Linked DNA regions of Phocoena phocoena: region 2 is linked to region 1. A link is a contact called in public Hi-C data. All regions are on one chromosome and are shown on one strand. Each heading gives the region's core, a stretch centred on a gene start, on an enhancer-like site or on the middle of the called end of the contact. The rest is flanking DNA. Distances are from core to core; before and after follow the strand shown.

Evidence for each region. Hi-C and Micro-C count contacts between places; a contact is called where the count stands out from the background.
Region 2: a contact with region 1 is called in a Hi-C map of kidney, with 6 times the contacts expected there. The contact joins the promoter of NPL here to the promoter of RGS16 in region 1. A contact is called at or near these places in 2 of 2 Hi-C or Micro-C datasets (kidney and lung).

Annotation. Positions count from the first base shown.
Region 1 is chr1:138,395,327-138,400,106 of mPhoPho1.1, reverse strand. It overlaps RGS16 (regulator of G protein signaling 16), which reads left to right and starts at 2,959. Exons shown (of 5, transcript XM_065875247.1): 1 at 2,959-3,011; 2 at 3,895-4,005. The coding sequence starts at 2,968.
Region 2 is chr1:138,571,564-138,576,343 of mPhoPho1.1, reverse strand. It overlaps NPL (N-acetylneuraminate pyruvate lyase), which reads right to left and starts at 2,024. Exons shown (of 12, transcript XM_065876683.1): 1 at 2,020-2,024.

The sequences.
Region 1 (4,780 bases), core at 1,710-4,209:
GGGCCTTTAGCACTGCCGTTTTGTTGTCTGCAGAATGGAAATTTAAAAGCTCCTCTGGCCTATTCACAGGGAATGCAGAAAGGACAGGAAGGTTTGGGGAGGTTTTCTGCCTAATCACTATTATTGTTGTCATGTGGCCACGTCCAGGCTGATTCCAACGTGGTACTACTGAGGGTAAGACCGGGGGTTCAACCCGTCCATAAACTTGCTTTTATTGCTTGGAGAAAAGCTGTCTCAGACACCACCCACGTTCCCCATTCGGCAGCTGCATAATAAAAGCATATGCACTGGGGCAGAAGCAGCAGCAGGTGAGAAAACAACCCTCATTCCAGCTGACGAACTCCTCCAGCAGAAGGGCCTGCTAATGCTGCCGGGTGGGCTGCGTCATCGTGTGGACCAAGGGCTGTGCGGAGAAGCAAACGTTCAAAAAGGCATCCTTCCGTTGCCCCCCTCCCAACTCTTGCCCATCGCCCTGCCCCACACCAATCCAGCCCTGGACTTGTGAGAAAAGTAGAACAAGAGCCCAGGTGGGCCAGACGGGGTGCAGGTGGGAAGCGGCATCTAAGATGGTGCTACCAATGCGTGAGCTGCTGCCTCGCCTGTCCCTGTGTTCCACTAACCACCGGGAGGCTGGGGAGGGTTCGGCTCTGGCTTCAGAGAGCATTGGGTTTTGACTAACTGGATCACCTTCTGCAGGCCCTGGCTTAACAAGGGAATCTGCTCTGACAAAAGACCCCCCATATTTTTCTGATTTGGGCCTCTTTTCCTATAGCGGTCCCTCAGCGGCTCTCTCACAGGCCTTCCTCTCCTCTTCCCCTCTGTGGTTTTCCCATTTCCTTCCCTGACCAGCTTTTCTGGGACTTCTCACTGAGCTCTGTCAGGTGGAACCTCTTCACCTCTGGTTTCCGACCCTTACTTCCAGGCGCCGCTGAGGAATAGCAACTCTTAAACGCCCCTCATGAAATAAACACCTAAACTCCGAGAGTCACAAAAAAAACTTGCTACTTTTCCTTGTTGTCTAGCAACCCCTGTAACCCTACTAAGTAAACCTGAGAGCCAAGGTTGACTGAGCGCTGACTACGAGCTGAGCTCTGTCCCAAGCACCTTCCAGGTGTGGCTACAGGGGCTGTGGTGTGTCTCCCAGATATGTGTTTGGGACCAGGGTGCTGGCTGCTGTAGGCTCACAGCCGTCTCTCCCTTAACAGAGGGAATTGCCTTGTTTAAAATTAGGCCGTCCAATGAACTGTTGATGTGGGATACAAAGGCCCGGCCCCTTGCTTCACTGCGGGTCTGCTCAGAATAGTCATCCCACTCCAGAGCACCCCCTGGGACCAGCTTCCGGCATTCGTTTCCTCCCTCTGCCCAACCCTGCTTCCCTCACACCCTCTTAGTTCCCAGAACTCTCCCCAGCAAGTCTCTGCCTCCGAGGAACTAAGTTTCCCGTCTCCTGGGGAATTCAAACTAAGAATTAAATTTCTTTAGTCCTCACAACAACGTTAGGAAATAAGCACATCATGTTTTTGTTTTAGAGACAAGGAAACAGAGGCATGGAAAGGTTGAGAAACTCGCCTAGAGTCTCCCATCAGTAAATAGTGGAGCCCAGATTTGAAACTGAGAAATCTATCCCTAGATGGCACACTCTTAACTTCAAGTGCAGCCTCTTAACAGCAATCCCAAAGGGAAGTGAGGGGCAATGGGGTGGCTGTGATGCCTTTATGGGAAAGTGAGGAGAGAGGCAGAGCATTTATTACCTTTATCTCAGGGATGAGGATGCCGAACTAGCTAGCAACTGCTTAAAGGCAGGATCATTCACTGGTTCCGGAGGTGGTGGGATTCTAATCTGCGGAGGGGCAGTGAAAAAGCATGGTAAATTCATATTTGACTTCTGGCAAGACACTTACTGTGTGACTTTGAGCAAGTTATTTAACCCGAGTCTTAGTAAAAAAGTACACAGTAGAACTTCCCTGGTGGCGCAGTGGTTGAGAGTCCGCCTGCCGATGCAGGGGACACGGGCTCGTGCCCCGGTCCAGGAAGATCCCACATGCCGCGGAGCGGCTGGGCCCGTGAGCCATGGCCGCTGAGCCTGCGCGTCCGGAGCCTGTGCTCCGCAACGGGAGAGGCCACAACAGTGAGAGGCCCGCGTACTGCAAAAAAAAAAAAAAAAAGTACATAGTAGATGCTCAATAAAGCCAGCCACCACCCCCAACCTTTGTCTGCTATTTCTAACTCTGATCTTGGGCACGTCTCTCTAACGTTCTGACTCAGTTTCTTCATCTATAAAATGGAGGTGATGATGACAAAGGGCTTACTTAGTTGACCCGTGGCCATTTGGGTAGGAGCACAGTAAATGGAAGTTATCAGTATAACCATGATGCTCTCTTGCCTGGCTTGCATCCTGTGCTCCGGTCCTGCAGGACCCAACAGACTCAGGCTCAGGCTGTGCTCGACACCGTGCGTGCCTCCCCGAGGAGGCACTTCAACACCAATCCTCCTGGCACTGCTGAGCTGGTTTCCTGCTTTTACTAGCGGCAGAAGGTGGTTTTTTTTTTTTTCCCCCTACTAAACTGGGTGTGCGCTTCTCTTCTCCGTGTGAGTTCTCTGCCGCTTCTCCCTCCCCACGCTGGTGTCCGCCAAGAGGAGGGGGTTAGCCCCGTGAGCACCCCCGTGGTGTGAAGGTTGCACGAGGGTAGCGGCGCATCCCGGGCAGGGAGCCCCGCCCCGTCGAGCTCCAGGCCCCTCCTGCGCCTTCGCCCGCGCTCAGTACCGCTCTCCAATTGGTCGGCGGCGCGCAGCCCCGCCACGCCCCCTCCAAGGCAATAAAAGCCGCTGGCTCGGCGCAAGCAGTTGAATAAACCCAATCTGAGCAGACAGGCGCTGCCCGCTGCTGCTCTGCCTCCTCGCGCCCTGCGGTGCCCGCTGGAGCCCGTCACCATCCTCCACACGACGTGCTGCCCTGCACCCGCAGCCATGTGCCGGACCCTGGCCGCCTTCCCCACCAACTGCCTGGAGAGGTAAGAGCAGCTTGTCCAGCTGCCTGGAGGAAGAACAAGTCCCACCAACCTTAGGGAGTGCAGCGGCGGCAGGCTTGCAGACCTGGGTGGGCTGGAGAATGGGACGCAAGTGACGAGAGGCAGAGGTCAACTTGGTTCCACGTTCTCAGATGCCTCCTTCGAGTCTTAGAGAAGGATGGGCGACGAGAACGGAGAAGGCAAAGCAAAGGGAAGCAGAGGAACCACTGCTTACTGCCATTCCCCACCCTCTGACAAGTGGCACTTCTACTCAGGTGACCCAGCTTCAGGAAAACCACGGTGGCATCACCAGGCAGAACCGAGTCTTCCCCGGTTTCTTAAGCACTTGGTTTTCATTCTAAGTCATAGGTCTAGGGGCCCTCTGGCCCTGGAAAGGCAGGGAAGTGTTTTTCAGCAGCCCCCCCTGTGAGGGATGTGCCCGCTTCCCAGGGAGCTATTCACCGACTCCAATCCTCGCTGGAGCTGGGAAGGAAAAAGTAAAGAGGAAGGCAGAAATCAGCTTCCACACAGTTCCAGAAATATTTGTGACAAGTCTAAGAGAGTGCTGACCTGCCTTCTGCTAATCAACAGGCACAAAGATGGATCAGTGTGACTTAAGTAGGCAAAAGCCCATGTGTGCTGTACTGTAGACCCAGAAAGTATAAGACCTACCGAGGCACAGCTTAAATATTGCTTTCATTGTTTCTGGGTTCATGATACCGCTGAGAGAGGCAACGTTTAGGCCCTGGGAACAGTTACGGGTTCCCAGGAACCCCAAGGCTGGAATTTGAGTGACACTAACCTGAGCTCTTCTGGGACCTCATAAATCTCTCTGCCCTGGCTGAGCGAGTGGAGAATCCTCACAAGCTCGTGCTTTGTCTTCCAGAGCCAAAGAGTTCAAGACACGGCTGGGGATCTTTCTTCACAAGTCAGAACTGGGCTCCGGTACTGGGAGTGTTGGCAAGTTCGAGTGGGACAGTAAACACAGTAAAGAGGGGTAAGTCCTGCTGAACAGCCTAGGGCCCCTAGAGGGAGGGAGCCAGATTCAGGAAAGGAGTCCTGAGAAGGAAAATACCAGGAGAAATTAGGACATGTCAGCGTGGACGTTGGTGACCTTTTCCTAGAGATTGTAATGGAGCTGGTCATAGCCGGTCTGCTAGGGCTGCCTGGCTCATGGGAGACTGCATGGATGGCTCCAGGCTTCTAATTCCACCAACAAATGAAGATACCCAGGGCCTGAATGTCTAGTTACCAGACTCTCGCACCTGGAGATGTCATTGCACATGCAACCAGGGCAAGGGCAGGGTCCAAGGCCACTGGAGGGTTTTAAATTAGTGACTACTTCCACTGACATGCACTTTACCTGGAAGCCCTTTTATACTGACCATCAACTGTGCCAGGTGCTGCGTTAGGCTCTGGGGTTATGGGTAGACATAACCTCTATTCATAAGACCCTTATTTCCTTAAGAAAGTATACAAAACAAGCTCTGAGAGTCAGGGGGCTAGAAAGAATTTTGGACAGTGAAGAACACAGTCTTAGATATTTAATGAGGGCCAGAAGTTCTCTGCTTTGGTTTCTGGTTACTGAGCTGTCCTCTAGAAAACACGACTATTTCCCTGAACCCCAACTAAGATTTTGAGGCATCAGCTCCAATAATTATCCAATTATACAATTGTGTGAATTATACAACTTCCATCAGCGTTCTGGCTAGGATTTGTGCTGTGCAGTAGTTTGTTGATTTTTTTTTTTTTAATTAAAATCCTGCCTTTTT
Region 2 (4,780 bases), core at 775-3,274, 180 kb before region 1:
TCTTTTCTATTCAGAGTCTAAGTCATTTCAGTTCCAACTGTTATCTTCTTTCCCTGCAATCCTTCTCTCCCGCCTTACTGCCCCTCTCCTAACTTACCCTTTGTTACCTCTTATCTAGACCATTGGGCACAACTCCATGTCCAAGGGGCCCGTAGGGACTCAAGAAAGTTCAAGTGATAAGAGTCCAGAGAGCTAGGTTCCGCATTAAAAGTCTCCTAAATTGGAAAGTACTAGGCTGTACACCCTAGATTTCCATATTCTTGTGCTTTTGGCTGCATTTCTTTCATATTTAGAGCAGTTACAAGGATATTCTTAGGATGGTCAAAAGCTTGGACTGGCAGATAGATAGATAGATATAGATATCCATATATCTCAAATTAAGTGCACTTAAATACAGTTTGATTGGTTAAAGATATGGGGCCTGGGAGTCACTGCCCTAATCTCAACTCTCTTCTTCAAAATAGTCAGGCTGCCAGAGTAACCGCCCGGTAGCTCAGACATTTCTGATCTTGCTTTTGCCCTGCCGGAAAAAGGCCAGTTAACTTCTTCCCAGCTTCCCCAGGACAAATACCAAATTCCATGGTCTGGGTCTCCATATAGATGTCTTCACACCCGAAGTGCACTAGCCCAGTTGGTCCCCACTGCTACCTACCTTGTGCTGGCTTGTCCGGCTCTCCCACCCGGAATGGCAACATCTCCCACTTCAGCTCCTTCAGTATAACCAACTTTCAGAACTCACCTTAAAAACTAGAGAACATTCTCTGATTCCCTAAATGAAAATAACTTCTTACTCTTCAGAATTCCCTCAAACGTTTGTTTTTCATTAAAAACTTTACATAAGAGATATTTAGCAAGGTAGTTTTGGCTCGTCCGTCTAGAGTGTAAGCCATCAGGGGGCAAGAACAGCTTCAAAAATCTGTCTTTGCACAGAGCAATACACCAAGTAAACGAGCAAAGACTGCTGGCTTTGTAAACTGTGAAACTGCTACAGGAAGAGATGGGGTAAAAAATCACAACAACCGTAACTGAGAATGATCCAGATTTTGTGAATTCGAGTTTTAAATAAAAACTGGGTAAGGTTATGCTTTCAAATTCGTCATAGTTTGTATCAAAAACAAATAGAGGGCTTCCCTGGTGGCACAGTGGTTGAGAGTCCGCCTGCCGATGCAGGGGACACGGGTTCTTGCCCAGGTCCGGGAAGATCCCACATGCCCCGGAGCGGCTGGGCCCGTGAGCCATGGCCGCTGGGCCTGCGCGTCCGGAGCCTGTGCTCCGCAATGGGAGAGGCCGCAACAGTGAGAGGCCCACGTACTGCAAAAAACAAAAACAACAACAAAAAAACCCACAAATAGAATGTTCTCCAGCCTAAGGCTTAATATGAATTTAGAATGTTACTACTGAAACACTTGGGCAGGGCCTATTACTCTCGAAATCTTACACCTTTATCCACAGACAAGAACCCTTAGTGCAAAGAATTCAGGTTGCCTAAGTCAAATTCTCTTAAAAGGTAAAAGTTAAAAAAAAAAAATCTCTGGGGAAGGTGGAGGAGGAGGATGCAGCTCTGGGCATGAGGAATCACTAGAGAGAGAAATATTAATACTTGGAAAGGAAGAAACAAATAGAGAACCTAAACAAACAAAAATGCAGAAATACAATTTCCCATCAAATGAAGGGACTGTATCACACTTAATCACTAAACTCTCTTCCCCCCAGTGGCTGCCTCTGATCATTTTGAAAAAAGGATCCTTAGGGCCCGGCTCTGTGGTCTGGACAGAATCCAGGGGAGTGGGTCCCTCCACCCCGCCCGTACAGACACTCGTCCGGGCCGGGAAGGTGTCACGTTCACACTTCCTCAGGCTCCATTTCCCAGCTCCCCTGTCTTGCCCTTTGCGTCCGGCCGTCGGCGCCTCACCCACCGCCGAGTCCAGTGCCCCGGCCCTCTACCCCCGTTCCCTGGCTGTCGGTCAGTCTCTATCCGTCCGTCCGTCCGTCAGTCCACGCCTGCGTTGCCGCTCTCACCCAGACGCCGCTGGTTCACCTCCGCCGCTGCGCGCCGCGCTCCCAACCGCGCTCTTTATCGCCGGGGCCGCGCACCACGTGCCCGCCCCGCCCCGGGGCCTTGGGGCTGTAGCGCCGCCCCACGCTCCCAAAGCGTTAGGCAAAGGTGGAGCTCCCTGTTTTTGAGGGGGCCCCCGAACGCCGGGGCCTGAATGAACATGGGCGCGCAGTCGCAGCTTCCTGATAGTTGCGAGCATCTGAACTTGCACTTGGGTGCCCGCAGCGCGTGCTCACCCGCGGCTCGGCTCTGCTGCAGCCCCCCTTCTTCTGCTAGGCCTTTCCTAGCACTTCCGCGTCCTGGGCTCTCTTCCGTCTTAACTTTTCTTCTGTCCAGGGCCCTGCAACAACAGGTATTTTGTGGTCCACTTGCAGGAACGTCAAGAGTTTATTTTCTAATATCAAGTGCTGTGTTAATCAGAAACACAGCCATAAACAAGTCCTCAGCTTTCTCTTGCTGATGTGAATTAACCTCAAATTTCTATAAAAGGCAATGGCTGATGCTTGTTTCATTTAGAAAAAAATGAATTTCTCAAAGTGCTTTCTGGTTTGCAAAGTGCTTTTATATCCATTAGGATAATTCTTTCATTGCACACAGCACCAGAAATTAATTCATTAATGAATTCATAAAACAGTTCTGTGTGGTGGGTACTATTTTTTAAATTCATATTTTACAGATGAGGACGCATTCTCCCATTTTATAGATCAGAAACCGATGTTTAGACAGTTAAGTGATTTGCCAAAGGCCATAGACCCAGTGAGTGGTTGAGCCGTAGGTTGATTTCAAGTAGTCTGGGAGCTGTTACTATTAACTGCTATTCTGTTATCCTGCAAAAAAGGAAGGAAGGAAGAAAGAGTCCTAGTGACACCTATTTGTTTTGTAGTGTTAAAAAGAATATTATATTCCAAGGGGACAATGTTAGTATTTTTTTAGTCATATTTTAATATATGCAAAATTAAGTATTTCAACACCCAAAAGATATAAGCCATTAGGGTTAATATTGTCAGCCAAAAAGCCAGTATTCTGAATATATTTTATATAATGTTTTATAAATAAATACATGTTTATATAAATGTTTATATATATTTGGTAGTACACAGCAGTTCCTTATTATAATGTGTTAGGATTTGCTAAGAAGCAGATGCTAAAATGGGAGTTGCTGTGCAGGGAGATTTTTGGGGAGAAGGAGCAGGAAAAGGCAGGGAGAGCCTTTAGGTTGTCATAGAGGGCTGACACCCTTGGAAGGAGAGATGGAAAGAAAGAGGGGAGGGTAGAAAGAGTCTCATTAGAATGGAGGGCAGTGCACATCCCAGTATCCACTATCTGCCCTGAAGAAACTCACAGCCTCTACTGTGAATTGTAGGAAAGGCATTTATTTTAAAAAAAATATACAGACCTGTGCAAAGATGCTAAGAAACCCTGAGGGGAGACTCTCAGTGGGCTAGTTGAGTGGGTGTGTGTTTATGTGTAAGTGTGTGCATGATGAGGCAAGAGAGTGTTTCAGGAAAGTCTTCCTGCGGGGGAGGTGACACCTGTCCTAGACAATTGAGTAGGCCTTAGAAGGGAGAGACAATAAAATCTCACTGCTGGCCTAAAGTCCTCTGACACTTTTCTGATGAGTGGCAAGGGCTCTGTGACATTTCATCTCTTGTTATCCAGTATTATTTAATCACCTTTATTAACTTTTCATGCTTTTGTTTCCTGCCCCCTAACACCACTGTGATGGTGCTCCAAGCAGGCACCGGGTCCTATTTCTTTGTTTTTTATTTTTATTTTCCCACAGTGCAGAGAGCATAGTGTCTGTCCACCTGCAGGCCAGGAGTGTGGGGTTTGGAGGCATTGACTCCCTTCAACTCTCCTTTGTTTTTTAAAAAATATTGGGGTTCCACATCATATTTTGTTCACTGTAACTCAGGTTTGAAACTCGGTGATGTAGAGGAAAGAGCTTGGGGGATATAGAGCACTGTAATTGATCAGATTGGCCACATGTTCCATCGTTGGATCAGGATGTGGAGCCAGGCTCCTGGACTGAGGTAAAGGGTGGTTTCCCAGAAAGGTTGCACTCACCTTCTTGGGAGGTTGCTGAAAGGTTCTAGAACCAATTTGAATGTATGTGTGTCAGGGAGGGGGTTTTCCCACACTGACAAGGAGCAGTTCCCTGACACCAGCTGGGTATCCTGTAATTTAACTCAGTTCTTACACTGTTAACCCAGAGCATCAGATTCCACAAGGGTTCAGTCCTGCCCTCCACTTCAGCTGCCACTTTAGAGCCGGGTTGATACCTGTGCTTCTCACCAACTGGCTGTAAATCAGAGGTTCCCATGACCCCCTCCTTGGGTTGGATTAATTTGCTAGAGGGGCTCATAGAACTCAGAGAAACATTTTCCTTACTAAATCACCGCTTTATTATAAAAGCATACAACTCAGGCACAGCCAGATGGAAGAGATGCATAGGGCAAGGCGTGGGGAAAGGTTGACGAGCTCCCATGCCTCCCCAGCTGACCACTCTCTGAGTGAAACCGAGCAGGGCCCTGTGGGCCTCCAGGGCACGGAAGCCACTTTTTGTCCCCTATTTCTTTTTTTATTTTTATTTTTGCGGTACCCGGGCCTCTCACTGCTGTGGCCTCTCCCGTTGCGGAGCACAGGCTCCGGACGCGCAGGCTCAGTGGCCATGGCTCACGGGCCCAGCCGCTCCGCGGCACGCGGGATCCTCCGGGACCGGGG